Regions from separate parts of the Sus scrofa genome. Here regions 2 and 3 are each linked to region 1. The links are chromatin contacts, called in public HiChIP or PLAC-seq maps. All regions are on one chromosome and are shown on one strand. Each heading gives the region's core, a stretch centred on a gene start, on an enhancer-like site or on the middle of the called end of the contact. The rest is flanking DNA. Distances are from core to core; before and after follow the strand shown.

Region 1 (5,025 bases), core at 922-3,421:
TCAGGGGCCAGCGGCCACAGCTCACCCAGCCGGGAAGCAGCAGGACTCGGCACAGGTGACAGGCGGGCCTGGCCCCCGTCTCCCGCATCCTTCTGAGCCTTCTCCCTTGGACTTTGCTGGCCTTTACTTCTGCAACGTGAGGGCAGGGAAACTCAGATAAACGACAGGCACAGTCCAGGCGCACCTGTTCTCCTATTTACCAGATGAGAAGACAGCAGCACTGACACAGGCTCAATAGCTTAACCTTTAGAAACACTTTTCTGGAGTTCCGGCCATGGCACGGCGGAAACCAATCCGACTAGGAACCATGAGGATGTAGGATCAATCCCTGGTGTTGCTCAATGGGTTGGGGATCTGGCATTGCCCCGAGCTGTGGTGTAGGTTGCAGACGCGGCTCAGATCCCACATGGCTGTGGCTGTGTGTAGGCCAGCAGCTGTAGCTCCGATTAGACCCCTAGCCTGGGAACCTCCATAGGCTGCGGGTGCCGCGCTACAAAGCAAAAAAAAAAAAAAAATAAAATAAATAAATAAGATTTTTCCATCACTGGGGTGAGTATACTCCAACGATTGAAAACCATCAAAGTACACCTCTCCCAACCGCAATGTCACGGGAACAAGGTTTGCTGGAAGACGTCCCAGTCTGGGAAACGGGCTTCAGGGGCTTCCTACTGGAGCATGAGCACAAGTGCGTGGCTTGGTGCTCAAGGAGGCATTTGTTTCCCGCCTTCTCCATCTCCTGAGTGGGAGTGCCCAGGGAGCCCGCAGCTGTTCGCCAGGCGCCCAAGTTCCTTGGCAGCCACTAAGCCAGAGCAATGACACACACGGGAGAGCTGGCTGCATGCCCACCCTGGTTTGAGCACAGACGGACCCTCTGGGTCCAGCCTGACTGCCCTGTGCAGGTGGGGAGACGGGGCACAGGGAGGTCTGGGGAGGAGCTCAAGGATGGGGCTGGCAGAGCTTCCACCAGGAGTCCCTGGGGCAGGAGCAGCATGCCTCCCTACTGCCCCTCCGGCCAGGGCAGGACCATTAACCACCCCGGGCCTCCCACCGTGTCCTTCTTTTTTTTTTTCTTTTCTTTTAGGGCCACGCCCGGCATATGGAAGTTCCCAGGCTAGAGGTTGAATCGGAGCTACAGCTGCTGGCCTGCACCACAGCCACAGCCACGCGGGATCCAAGTCATGTCCTCCACCTCACCTCACAGCAACATCAAATCCTTAACCCACTGAGGGAGGCCAGGCATCGAACCCAAGTCCTCATGGATACTAGTTGGGTTCATTTCTGCTGTTACAATGGGAACTCCCCACTGCACCTTTCAATCAAAGAGCAAGGCCCGGCTGTACCTGGGTCCCAGGACACAGGAACTCCTTGAAAGCTGAGCGATGCTAACCCCCTTACATACTGGAAAATCCAGGGTCTCCAGAGATACTCTAGCTAGTTACCTGTAATTAAAAAAGAGAGCGAGAGTTCTCAGAGCATTCCTAATGCTCTATCAGGTTCTGTGGTAACTGAAGGACTGAATTTTTTTTTCCTTTTGGTCTTTTTAGGGCCATACCCGTGGCATAAGAGGTTCCCAGCGCCAGGGGTCAAATTGGAGCTGTAGCCGCCACCATAGCCACAGCCACACAGGATCTGGGCCATGTCTGTGACCTACACAACAGCTCACTGCAACCCTGATCCTTGACCCACTGAGCGAGGCCAGGGAGGGAACCCACATCCTCATGGATGCTAGTCTGGTCTGATAATCGCTGAGCCACAACGGGAATAATCCAGGAGGACTGAATTTTCATTTCAGTTAAGGCAAATTTAAATGAGCACACTTGGCGAGTGACCACAGCACAGGTTTCCGCGGCTGGGGCGCAGTATAGGACCACGGTAGGGCAGCCCACAGACTCAGCAATGAGACTTATGATAAAAAATAAAATCTATTAATCGCAGGACTCGGACTAGACGAGTGGAAAGACGTAGAGGCGAGCGACTCCCCCTGGCAGGCCCTCCCGCCCGCCTCTGGGGAGGGCTTTACACACGCTGGGCACCAGCGCACCTGCATTTGGCTTCGGTCACTCATTGGGCATGCACGTTCCCCGCCCCCAGCCCTAAGCGAGTCTCCCTACACATTCTCGCCCCACTCGTGCTTGGACACACGGGGAAGGCTGCGCCTGGCAAGTGTGTCCACCAGCCCTGGCACGTAAGCCAGCTGGCGGGGCGGGGGCGGGGCCGGGGCCGCCGCGTTCCCCTCGGGCCCGGGCCCCGCCCCCACGCCCGCGCAGGCGCAACCGGCCCCACCAGGCCTTATTTCTTAGCACCGCACGCCTTCCCGCTGAGCGCAAAATAAGTCTCGGGACTCGCCCTTGCCCTGCGTGCGCGGCCCCGCCGCCGGCGTCACTAGGAAGCGCGCGCCCGGACCGCCGCCGCCGCCGCCGCCGCCGCCGCCGAATCCCCAACAAGGAGCACAGCCCGCGGCCGCCGCCGCCACCGCCGCCGCCGCCCGTCGCCGCCGCCCGCCCGCCGGCGCCCGCGCAGGCCCGGCCGCGGCCCAGGTAAGCGCCCGCCGCCCCCCCGCGGCGAGGCCTCTCGCTCCGCCGCGCGCCGCCGTCCAGTCAGGGGTCCCTGCGGAGCGTCAGGACGTTACGGCGGGGGGAGGGGAGCGGGGGAGGGGCGGCGGCGCGCGGCGGGCGTCACGGGCGTCACGGGCCCGCGTCAGGCGCGTCGGCGGCGGCGGCGGCGCGGCCTCCATCTTGCCGGAAGGCGGCGGGCGGCGGGAGCTGGGGAGGGCCTTGGACGGGGGCCGCGCGGAGGGCGCCGGGGCGGGGGCCGCGTGGGGGGCGGGGGCCGCGTGGGGGCCGCCTTCTCGCGGGGCTCCCCTCGCGTGGGCCCCCTCCCTTGGGGGGCCTCTTTGCGTGGGGGCCCCTTCGTGTGGGCGCTCCCCCCGCGGAGGGCCGCGCGGGTCCCCGCTTCCCGTGGGGGCCGCGCCTCCCCTGGGGGCTGCGTGGGCGGCCCGCGTGCGTGCTGACCCGTTGGTGAGAACCGTGGCTCCCCGAAGCCCTCGGCGGGAGCTCCTCCACACGCGTTCATTGCCAGCGGTGACCCGGACACAGTGGGTTAACTTTGCGTTCACCCAGTTGATTCCGCTGGAGAACCGCGATCTCTTAGACGTTTCGATTACATCAGTCTTTTTGCTGTTTTAAACAGACCGAAGTTGTACATAACTGCTGTACACAAGGTGGTCGGTCCGGATTATGTTACACCCAAGAAAGCCTTACCCCGGTCTGTGCCCTAAACCTGTCCATCCCCACCCAGAGTTTTTCTTTCTTACTGTCGTGATGAGAGCGCTTAACGAGCCGTTGTCTTGCGCAGCAGGTTAAGGATCTAGTGTTGTCACTGCAGCAGCTTGAGCGGCTCCTGTTGGATCCCTGGCCCAGGAGCTTCCGAGTTCCTGCCTCAGGTGCAGCCAAGAGAAAGAAGGCGGCGGCTTCAGTAGCCAAATGTTGAGTGTTCAGTGCTGTGCTGTCCAGCCGGGGTGCTGTTCCATCCCGAGATCTCTAGGACTGACTTTGCGTAACTGAAACTTTGTGCTCTTTGATAGGTCCTGTCTCCCCCGTCCCGGCCACCACCCTGCTCCGCCCTGTGTCTGGAGTTTGACTCTTTTGATCTAAATACCTCGTGGGAGAGGCAGGCGTCATGTAGTGTTTTGTCCTCCTGTGTCGGCTCGTTGCACTTAGTGCCACATCCTCTGTGTTCGTCCATGTGGACACAAACGGCAGAATTTCCTTTTTATTTGATTTATTTCGCTTTTTAGAGCTGCACCTGCGGCGTATGGCAGGTCCCAGGCCAGGGGTCGTACGCCACAGCCACAGCAGCACGGCGCCTGAACCCTGTTGTGACCTCACCACGGCTCACGGCAACGCTGGATCCTTAACCCACGGAGCAAGGTCGGGGATCGCTCCCGCAACCTCATGGTTCCTGGTCGGAGTCATTCACCACTGAGCCACAACGGGAACTCCTGTATACCAAATTTTTGTCCATTTGTTCATCCGTGGAGATCGAGGTTGCCTTCGTATCTCGACTTGGGAATAACGCTGCAGTGAACATGGGGTGCGTTTGTCTCTGGAGAGCCGCATTTAATTTCCTTTGGACGCGCACCCAGCGTGGGCCTGCTGATCACACAGTAGTTCTGTTTTTAGTCTTCTGAGGGACTCGCAGACTGTCTTCGTAGTGGCTGCACCAGTTTATGCTCCCACCAGCCGTGCACCACACCTTGCACCCGTGTGCTCGAGTCTGTTCAGGGTGGAACCGATGGATTCAGTAAACCTCTGATGTCACACAGTAAACTAAGCAGGGTGCTGGTTCAGAAGATGTTTATTCACAGGAAACGTTTTAAAACTCTGGGAGGACAGGCTGGGCGGGGAGGATTTGCGTGTACCTGTCGTGCCCTGAGGCCGGGCCAGAGCTGGAGGGAGCACCTCCCGGGGTGGCTTCTGGCAGTGTTAAGAGAAGCCAGAAATCTTTATTTTTTTAATGTGAACACTAAATGCTGGCAAAGTTGGCAACTAATTAAACATGTTGAAACATTGAGTATCAAAGAAACGGTGCCTCTGGCTCCCTGGTGTGTGGCCTCTGCTGTTTCTAGTGGTACTTTTACCAAAGGAAGATACTTGTGATTTTTTCAGAAGATCCGGAAAGGAGAGCCGGATCTGAACCTGATGACTGCACACCAATGTGTTCATCTCATTTGTTTGTATTTGTACCCCTAAAATGATAGTTTAAAAATATCTCTTCGTGGGGACTTCCCGTTGTCTCAGTGGCTGACGAATCCGACTAGGAACCATGGGGTTGCGGGTTCGATCCCTGGCCTTGCTCAGTGGGTTAAGGATCCGGTGTTGCCGTGGGCTGTGGTGTAGGTGGCAGACGTGGCTCGGATCCCGTGTTGCTGTGGCTCTGGCGCAGGCCAGTGGCTACAGCTCCGATTCGACCCCTAGCCTGGGAACCTCCATTTGCCGCGGAATGGCCCAAGAAATAGCAAAAAGA
Region 2 (5,025 bases), core at 742-3,241, 220 kb before region 1:
GATCCTCATCGTCGTCATCTGCGGCCTGGCTCTTCTTCATCTGGTCCCCGACGGTCCTCTTGCCCGGGGGCGCGTGGCGGTCATCCACGGGATCATTGGCATCCCGGGCAGGCCCAATGTCTGACCGGGTGGTGAAGCCAGTGGCACTGCAGGAGACCCCAAGACGCCCACTTATCTGAGTGGCCTTGTTTCTGTGCTTTTCCCTCCACAGGCGTCACCTGATGACACCTACTTTTCCAACTGCTCTGGGAAACCTCCAAAGATCCCGTGAACTCCCCACAGTGCCGTGTGTGCAGGGAACCCCACACAGCCGTGCTCTCCAACGTCGCCGTCCGTCCGCTTCAGGACAGGAAGCTGAGGAGGCTACCAAGGCTCTCTCCTGCCACCCCCGTTCTCCGGGAGAGGGCTTCGCCAGGGCACCAGCCTCCCATTCCCAACACCTGCTAGGCATCTCCCTCTCCCACTCCACCCGGGCCTTCCAACGCAGCTCGGCCCAGGCAGAGCTCCCCTTCCGCACCGGCCCTGCAGCGGCAGCTCTGGGCTGTTTCAGCGGGTGGTGGCAGTGCCGTCCCAGGCACCATGGCATTGGCTCGGCCTCCCTCTCCCTCCCACCCGCCTCCAAGCTCTACAGGGTCTCCCCCCAGAACCCATGCTCCTGAGACCATGACTCCCATCCCATCTCGTTAGGAAGCAAGCTACCCCCCTGCATGGAGCTTCCCTAGCTTCAACACAGCTCCGACCGCAGCCTCTACGCAGCAAGGCTCTCATTCAGATTTGAAGGAGGAAACGAAAGCTTTACAGGCAAGCAAAAGCTAAGAGAATTCAGCACCACTAAACCAGCTTTACAACGAATACTAAAGGAACCTCTCTAGGTAGAAGGAGACCATAACCAGAAACAAAACTATGACGAGTGACGGGGCTCACCGGCAAAGACAAACACGTGAGAAAGGGAGAAGGTCAGCCACACACAAACAGGCCACCAAACCCAGAAATCGGGAGCAGAGGAGGGTACAAAGGCAGGATGCTGGGGATGCACTGGCAATGAAGAGACCAACAGCTTACAACAACCCTGTGTATACAAAGACTCCTATATCAAAACTTCACGGTAACTGCAAACCAAAAATCTACAAGAGATACACACAGAAATAAGAAAAAGCAACCCAAAAACAACACTGAAGACAGTCATCAAACCACAAAAGAAGATAATAACTGCTCAATTCCTCAGCAATAAACGGCCGTCATCTGATCTAGGGGACCCAGTCACAAGCCTCACAGATGCCACCCCTGCCCGCGGAGAGCTGACTCTGAACAGGCAGTACTGTGACCACCGACACCGCAGCGGAAGAACGAGCAACCCTGAGCGAGCACACAGAGGACCCCGGCCGGACGGTGGGGGAATCAGTCCCGTTCAAGGCAGGGGTTGGGGGGGGGCGATGCCTGGCCTGGGGGGTAGTAGCCACGGTGCTCAACTACAAGCACTGCACACTCGCAAGACGGCGTTACCACCCGCCTCTCAGCACAAACACCGGGCTCAGAGCGCCCCGGTGTCCCGTCTCCTGGGGAGGCAGCCTCGCTCGGGTCTGTCCGAACCCAGGACGCCGTTCTTCCCACAAAGACCTGGCCAACCCTGCGCCACCGCTGCTCTCGTCCTCCCCGCCCCGACCCGCCGCCTCACTGAGACGTGTGGGCAGTCGCGACGCGACCACGGTCCCGCCCGGGGCTCCACCCCAGCGCGCGGCCCGCCCCAGGCCTCACCCCCGGCCCAGCCCGGGCACGTAGCCGAGCGGAGCGGGCATGCCCAAGAACGGCTTCTTCTTCTTGTTCATCGCGGCTGTGACGCCGACGGCCGGGAAGGGAAAGGACGGAGGCTGCGGCCGGAGGCCAAAGACGACAGACGACCGAAGCGCCGCCGCAGGAAGAGCTCGCGCGCCCGCGTCACCCGCGCCCCGGAAGCAGAGCGCGCGAACCGACAGATCCCCGCCCACCTCGGCGGCCCCGACCGGAAGTTCCCTAAAGGCGACTTCCGCCCGCTTCCGGCGGCTCCTTGACTCCGAGACCGAGACGCGATAGGCGCATGCGCGGGGGGCGCCTGCTCGTGTAGCTGCGGGCGGGCGGGCGGTGTCACCCTCGATTAGCCCTCGATTAGCAGTCTGCACACGGGGGAACCTCAAACCTTGAGCCGGGGCGGCCCTGCTAACTGCGTGTACTCGATGCATTTCCGATACCTGCCTGTATGGGCAGGACCTATGGGTCCCCCGCCTCCCGGATCCGCCCTCCCTGCCCCCCGCCCAGTCGCCCTGGCCCCGGGGCAGGGCCTAACACAGCTCCGGGGGCTGCACACCCAGCCAGTTGTGTAGAGCTTATGCGGAGTGTATGTGTTGTGATCGCGTGTCCCCGGGTGCAGACTGCTTCCCTGGCTCTCCGCGCTCAGATTTCTGGACCCGATCCGGCAGCGCCGGTACCTGTACAGGCCCCCACCCCCACCATACCCTGAACATTCAGGTGCTTCTGGTGAGGGTGGGAGCCCAGATCCTAGGGAGCTAATTGATGAGCATAAATAAATGCACCAGGACAAGTTAGTATGCGGGCATGAGTGGTCACAGCATGTGGGTGAATTCCGTGTGTCCGTGGGCACAGGTGCAAGTCAAGCCACCTGTGCTCATATTTTAGGTGAATATGCATGACCGTCCTTGGCATACATGTCTGTGTGTCCATGTGCACGTTTGCTGAGGTGGCTGTGGGACATCCTCTGGCCCCCACATTCACCTGGGGAGAGCCCTCAGGCTCTAGGCAAAGCAAGCAAAAAGCTGGCCACATGTTTAGCCTTCTGCTGGACCAGGCAGCCCCCAGCCCACCCTAACCTTTCTCACTGGGGTCCTGGAGCAAACATAGCTCTCCTGCCTGCTGCAGCCTTCTCAGAGTTTCTCCCTCCTCCTTGCCCCCAGCCGAATCCCTTTCAGCACCACGCCCTGGACGCTGAGTCAGATTCTGGGTCTCCAGAGGGGAGGGGAGAGACCCTGCTGTCCTCCAGAAGTTTGCGGTGTTGTGGGGAATAAGAAAGGGTCGAACTGACTTCTCTGGGGAAACGAGTGCCCGTTGGACAGGGAGACCACTGGAGAGGTCTGGAGATGACGTGAATAAAGGAATAAGTAAACTGACATAGGAGAATGGGTTAGGTCTGGCCCTTGACCTGGCCCCCAGTGGACAGAAGCTCCCCGGAGCAGGTACACTACCCTCTCCCCTCCACACACGCACTCTTATGTCCCTGACTCAGATGCTCCTGCAGACCTCTGGATCTCCTGCCGGTGCACAGAGTCCCTTGTCCTTGCACGCCCAGGTGCGCACTGCCGGCCCGTGCCCTGGCAGGCACCGTTCGCATACGCAGATCCGCGCGCCGCCGACACACCTCCGAGTTCCCGGAGCGCGCCCGGCTCTCAGGGCTCAGCGGCAGGTGCCTCGCCGCGCAGACTCGCCGGGCGCGGGGACCGGCTCGGGCGCGGGGCCGGTTGGGGCGGGGCGGCGGCGCGCGTTCCCCGCCGGCCACACGGGCCGCCCTGCGCCCGGCGAGGGGCGTGTGCACAGGCGGGGGACCCGCGGGCCCCATGTTCACGGAGCTGAGGACCAAGCTGAGCCCCCCGCGAGGCCGCTCCGGGGCTGTGCGCGCCGGCTTCGGGGAGCGCCGGGATGTGGACGGTGAGCGGGCTGGACCGGGGCGCGGGAGTATCGGGGTCTGGGGGCTCGAGGACCGAGAGGGACAGGGGCGGGTCCTGGCGGACTCCGAATGGCAGCCGCACTCGGAGTGGGGGGCGCGCCCTGGTCGAACAGGGTCTCGGGTGTCTTTGTCCTGTGCCGGGGCGGGGGTGGGGTGGGGGCGGGCAGTCAGGCCTTGGGAATCAGCGCGCCTTGGTTTGGGAGAGGTGACCCGCTCGGGCTCCTGTCCCCAGGCGAGTAGCACCCCTTTGATCACCTTCTCCTTTGCGCGGAGAAAACCTTCCCCAGCCCCAGCAGTGGGGCCGAGGGGTGGCCGAGACCACAGCGGGACTCAGGCGCCCCCTCCCCATTTTCCTACTGGAAATCTGACATTGGGGCTAGAAGGCGGGACGCACCGATGGACGGACGAAGAGCCCTCCCCCCGGCGCGGACAGGAAATGGGCGGGGCCAAACTGGCCCGGGACAGGTGGCAGAGGCCTCCCACTAGTCCTACCGCCCCTGGCCGGCCTGCGCTGCGAGGCCCAGCGACCCAAAGCCCTGGGACCCCTGCAGGCCCCTGTTCCCTGGGAGGTGCCAGTCTTCTTCCCCCACAGTAGTTACTGCAAGGCACCTCCAGCGGCCACACCCTCTCTCTGACCCCAGGCCTCAAATTTAGAGTCGCCTGTGGCCACTGATACCAGAAAGTTGCAAGAATGGGGAGGAAGGGGGGTAGTGGGGGTGGGGGGTGGGGGGAAATAGTAAGACGTGGGTTTCCCCGCATTAATGAGACCTCCTGGGCACATCACCAAACCCTCCCCTCCCTAGGGGTGAGAGGTTGTGTCCACAGCAGGGAAGGTCTCCCTACGGCTGCGGGGGGTGGGTCCAAGGCCCTGGCCTGGGAACCTGATTCTGCCTGCTGAGTCAGGGGCTGGCGCCGCTATAACTTGGGGGCAAGGTTGGGTCCTGCTTCCTGTCTCTCCCCAGGGCCCTCTTGATGTGTGGACGTCACAGAGAATCTTGATCCATCCATTCATTCATCCACCGTGTTTCTGGGCACCTCCCATTTACCTGGAGCCATGCCAAGGGAGGGCCCCATCCAAGGGTCTGCCCTCCGCTGACTCATGTCAGCACCAGCACAGAAATGATGGCAAAACTGAAACGTGATGAGTGGGGTGAAGCTAGGGTAGGAAGGGAAAGCACAAATCGGCCCCTGAGCCCCTGAGCCCACGGCTGCAGCTGGCATGCTTGTGCTGAGCAGCCCGTGCCCTTGCGACCCTGCCACACACAGGAGCTGCCTGGCTACCAGGGGCCTGTGGGAGGGGAGGGAGCAAGAAC
Region 3 (5,025 bases), core at 1,668-4,167, 160 kb before region 1:
CCAGCCTGCACCACAGCCACAGCAACGCGGGATCTGAACCACCCACGTCTGCGACCTACACTACAGCTCACAGCAACACCAGATCCTTAACCCACTGAGCGAGGCCAGGGATCGAACCTGCAACCTCATGCTTACTAGTCAGATTCATTTCCTCTGCGCCACAACGGGGAACTCCACATCATGTGATCATTTTAAATAGAGAGACAAAGTCTCACCTTAGATAAATCCCACCTTGTCCCCTTACCCCAGCCTCACTGCGCTTTAGTCACTGATTCAACAAACACCTGTGGAGCATTCACTCCAGCCCAGGACCAATGCAGGCATCTCAGGCCGGAGCCCTGGAGAGGCACCATCAGCATCCTGTCAGGCGGGTGGTCAGCCCAGGAGCCAGTGCGGAGGCCTGACCTCAAGTTCTAGGTCTGGGACTGAGCACAGAGCACCCATCCTGTGTGAGCGAGGGGCACTCAAGAACAAAAAGGGCTGAGAGAGACCCAGTGCACTGACAGAACGAACGAAAACCAAGAAAATAAACTCACTCTGCGTGAAGATTCTGCAAACGACTCAAGTCCTTTAGTCACAAAGCAGGATTCAGTGTGCTCACAACAGCCTCACAGCAGAGAGCGAGCCGAGGGTCAGGAACGGCTCACTTCCCTGTGACTCGAACAGTTTACTGCATCTCACGCCACTTCATCAACAAATGAACAGCATGTGGGCTTTACCTGGGGCGGGGGGCGGCAAAGACAAAACTTCTAAAAGCATCGTTATAGTGGCAGATCAGACAAAACCTTTTGGTTCTGAGCAAACTCGAGACTAAAAGTGGCAAAAAGATTTACAGGGAAGTCCCGCACAGATCACCTCTGCGCCCTGCCTCTGGACTGGCTGTCCTCTCCTGAGAGGGAGCTGACTTGCCACGGACCTCCCTCAGCACCCAGCGCCCAACTATTCAGCACTCACCCACAACGACTTCCCAGTGACAAGGTCGCTGTGCTGCAGAGCTGCTGCTAAGCTCATCACTCTCCTTCATTCGACCAGTGTTTACCGGGCACAGAGTGTGTGCCAGGAACTGTTCTTCGCACCAAACAGCCACCCTGTGGACCTTACCCCACAGTAAAGGATTACGCGTAACAAACGTACTAAAGAGACTTCAGAAGAATTAAGTGCTGTGGGAAATTAAACAGGAAAGGGAATCAGGAAACCGGAGGTGGCGAGCTGGAATTCTAGGTAAGATAGGGAAGGCCTGCCCTCACTGGGCCTAAGAGTGAGGAAGTGAGGGATCCGGGCAGATCCGAGGACAGAGCACATGAGTCTGTTGAGAGAATGGCCAAGAGGCCATGGCGGTGGGGGTCAGAGGGTGGCAAGGGGCGTCCCTCCCCAACAAAGGTGCCCACCCAAGGCCACAGGCTCCAGAGCCGAGGTCCCTCAGCAAGGCTGTCTCCTCCACATGCAGACCTAAGCGTCTGCTCACCACAGATGCCCAGGTGGTCTGCTTTCGCCACGGCCAAGGGGAACAGGCGCAACACACACGACCCTCAGATCCCAGGGCTAGTGGAGGCACCTGCCCCACAGCCAGAGCGGCTCCTACAGCCCTTGGTTTGGCCACAGGCCCCCAGAGGTGCCCGGGGTCCCAGAGTCCTGACAGGTCAAAGGAGAGCTGCTGGCTCTCAGTTATAAAGTTTCCCAAAGCCCTTAAGTCCTGCCTCATAGCGTCACCTCTCATTTGACAGATGACACGATGCTGACACTCACGACAACACTGAACAAGAGAGGAGCAAGAGAATAAACATAAAATCTCAGAGCTTTGCCTTTAGGCAACCAAGTCACAGACGGGCCAGTACACTTGTTTTGTCATTAAGATAGTTTGTAAACAGACAGAGGTGTCCAGCACGGCACCCATTAGGCTACGACCGGCTGGTTAAAATGTCTCCTTATCAAACCTCAACACGAAAATCAAAATAAAACTGAAACTTTTGCTTCCCTTCCTGTGTGGCACAACCAAATGCACTCCGATAAATCGTCTCAGGCACATGAAAAAGGGGCTCCTTAATCCAGCCTCTCAACACGAACAAGTTAGAACCTGAAGGGAAGAGCTCCCGACACTGTCTCCGCAAGACAATACACAGCGATGCTCCAAATAATGTCCTTGCGACGCAGAGAAAACACTTCTTTCTTACCAGGCCGACGATTCACACCCCCGAGATTAATTTACAGCGCGTCAAGGAACAAAGCTCACTTCGCCGAGCTCCAAGCGTGACCCGGGGACAGGTTACGTGGCTGCTGCATCCGGCGGCTCTGCCCCCCGCGGCCCCCTGGACAGGAAAGCCCCTCCCCAGGGCGGTGGGCGCCCGGCGCACACGCCGGGCCCTGGGCCCTCGCCGCCGCCGCCGCCGGTCAGGTCTGGCCGACCACAGCGCGGGCCCGGCGGCCTGGCCACGGCGCGCGCCCTGGGCCTCCCGGCGCCTCTCCGGCCCGGCCGCCGCCCCCCGCCCCGAGCGGGGAGGGAGGGAAACAAGGAGGGAGGGGGTCGCCGCCATTTCCGGCTACGGGCGCGCGGCCCCCCAGCCCGCGTCGCGCCCCCCTGCGCCCCCGCCCTCCTCCAGCCGCCTCCACATCCCGCCCCCAGTCACCGCGAGGCCCCCGCCCGGCCTGACGCGATGCCGCGGGCCCGCCGCGAGCTCACCTGTCCGCGCGCCCGCCCGCCCGCCGGCTCCGCGGCTCTGCTCCTCCCTGCGCAGCGCTGCTGGGCAGCCGGCCGACGCGCTCCTCAGCCGGGGCTGCGCCTCGGGACCCGGCGGCGGCGGCGGCGGCGGCGGCGGCGGCGGCGGCGGCGGCAGCGGCGGCGGCGGCGACGGAGTCGGCGGCGGGGGCAGCGGCAGAGGGCGCGGGAGCAGCACCGGCAGAGGCGGCGAGGGCGCGCACGCTCACGCACGCTCACGCACGCACCCGCACCGGCGCGCGCGCTCCCGGGAGGACGTGGGCGCCGGTGGGTCGGAGCTGCGGGCTGGGCAGGCCGCGCGTGCGCTCAGAGCGCTGCGCAGAGGCTCCGCCCACGAGGGGCAGGGCCCGAATGACAGCAGTGGGCGGAGGCTCCAGAGCTCCCAGCGGAGGCTCCGCCTACTGAGGGCGGAGTCCCGAGTGCCAGCCCATACGCGGGTGCTCCGAGAGCTGTGGGCGGAGCTTGCACCGCGGAGCCGGAAGCCTCCACCGCCCAGCAGGGGCGGGGCCGAGACGCGGGGGCGGGGCCTGCCCGCCAGCGCTTCAGGTAGTGGCTAGTGCGCCGACAGGTGCTGCGGTAAACGGATGCGGGGACTAGTTTGGCGGCTGACTTTGCCTGGAGCTTCACGTAAGATTGGGGAAACGCAATTGTTCTCGTCAAAGAACAAGCGAAAGAGGGAGCTGGTGGGAGTTGTCCCAGAGGCCGCCGACCCCTGAACCACTGTTAGGGACCGCGCGGTGCAGAGATGTGACTTGCTTCCTACCTCCCCAATCGCCGAAGTGTCACAGCCATTGTCCAGCCCCTCCCAGAATCACCTGCAAACAATGCCTTGAATGGGCAGTTGTACCAACTTCTACTCACTTCCCTTCCGGTCCAGTTTCGACCCGTTCTTTGACTCCGAGGGAGGGGAGACCTGCTCGTCACCCTTCGCTAACACTCCTTATAACAGGAGGTATTCTGCCGTATACTGAGTGCCTGGTACATCTGTATGTGCTATTTCATCCTGAAAGCCGTCCAAATCGATTTTTTTTTTGGGGGGGGTCTTTTTTAGGGCCGCACCCGCGGCATATGGAGGTTCCCAGGCTAGGGGTCGAATCGGAGCTGCAGCCGCCGGCCTGCACAAAAACCACAGCGACTCGGAATCCGAGCCGCGTCTGCGATCTACACCACAGCTCACGGCAACGCCAGATCCTTAACCCACGGAGCGAGGCCAGGGATCCAACCCGCAACCTCAGAGTTCCTGGTCCGATTCGGTAAGCACTAAGCCAGGCCTGGAACTCCCCCAAATCGACCTTTCCATTCACTTCTCTTGCCTCCTCACTTCCACACTTGCCCACATCAGCGGAGTCACATTCTTAACACAGAAACTTTATGACACTGAAGTCTTCCTATGACATACTGAGTAAAATCCAAACTCTGCCAACAAGCTCCAGCCCCGTTTACCTCCACCCTCTTCTTACACCTCTCTGCCATCCTTGAACTGCCCAGTTTGCCCCAGGCCTGGGGCCTCTAAGTGGCAGAGAGCTCAGGAAGTCTCCTGGCAGTTATTAAGTTGTGCAACATCAGTCAGGCAGCACAAAAAAGGCGTAGGCCAGAAAAACAAGCAGCAGAAAGGCCAGATTAGTATCTACATCTGGTGTTTTGGGGTTGTTTTTTGTTTTTTGTTTTTTTTCCTTTTTAGGGCTGCAACTGTGGCCTATAGAAGTTCCCAGGCTAGGGGTCCACTTGGAGCTGCAGCCGCAGCAACGCCAGATCTGAGCTGCCTCTGCAATCTGTACCACAGCACACAGCAACTGAGCGGGGCCAGGGGTAGGAGCTGCATCCTTACGGACACCGCAATGAGAACTGCAGTGCCGATGTCTTTCGATTCAAGGAATGGGTGAGGCAGGCCCTGGTGAGTCTCTCTTGGACCCAGTAGTTCCACATCAGGGGTTTTCTTTGGTCTTTTTAGGGTTGGAAATTCCCAGGCTAGGGGTCGAATTGGAGCTACAGCTGCCAGCCTACACCACAGCCACAGTAACACCAGATCTGAGCCACATCTGCAACCTGCACCACAGCTTGTGGCAATGCTGGATCCTTAACCCACTGATGGAGGCCAGGGATTGAACGCTCTTCATCATGGATACTAGTTGGGTTCTGAGCTACAATGGGAACTCCTAGTGATTGTTTTCTGAAGAAAATGTTCCCCAATACAGAAAAAGGTGTATGTGCTGAGCTGCACTTGATGGTGTTATTTGTAATCGTGAAAATGGAAACCGGTGCCACTATACACTAAGACACTCGGATGGAACGATATGGTTTAAACAAACAAG

The links. HiChIP or PLAC-seq counts read pairs in DNA pulled down with a chosen protein or histone mark.
Region 2: a contact with region 1 is called in an H3K27ac HiChIP or PLAC-seq map of alveolar macrophages. The contact joins the promoter of PRPF6 here to the promoter of GMEB2 in region 1. A contact is called at or near these places in 2 of 47 Hi-C or Micro-C datasets (heart right ventricle and liver) and 1 of 2 datasets of contacts at active chromatin or transcription factors (alveolar macrophages).
Region 3: an H3K27ac HiChIP or PLAC-seq map of alveolar macrophages shows a contact between it and region 1. The contact joins the promoter of DNAJC5 here to the promoter of GMEB2 in region 1. A contact is called at or near these places in 1 of 47 Hi-C or Micro-C datasets (alveolar macrophages) and 1 of 2 datasets of contacts at active chromatin or transcription factors (alveolar macrophages).

What each region holds. Positions count from the first base shown.
Region 1 is chr17:62,593,026-62,598,050 of Sscrofa11.1, reverse strand. It overlaps GMEB2 (glucocorticoid modulatory element-binding protein 2), which reads left to right and starts at 2,171. Exons shown (of 10, transcript XM_021077553.1): 1 at 2,171-2,537.
Region 2 is chr17:62,812,475-62,817,499 of Sscrofa11.1, reverse strand. PRPF6 (pre-mRNA-processing factor 6) reads right to left here and starts at 1,991. Exons shown (of 21, transcript XM_021077613.1): 1 at 1,756-1,991; 2 at 1-146. The coding sequence starts at 1,826. SAMD10 (sterile alpha motif domain-containing protein 10) reads left to right here and starts at 3,507. Exons shown (of 5, transcript XM_021077668.1): 1 at 3,507-3,693. The coding sequence starts at 3,603.
Region 3 is chr17:62,752,522-62,757,546 of Sscrofa11.1, reverse strand. It overlaps DNAJC5 (dnaJ homolog subfamily C member 5), which reads right to left and starts at 2,917. Exons shown (of 6, transcript XR_002339937.1): 1 at 2,678-2,917.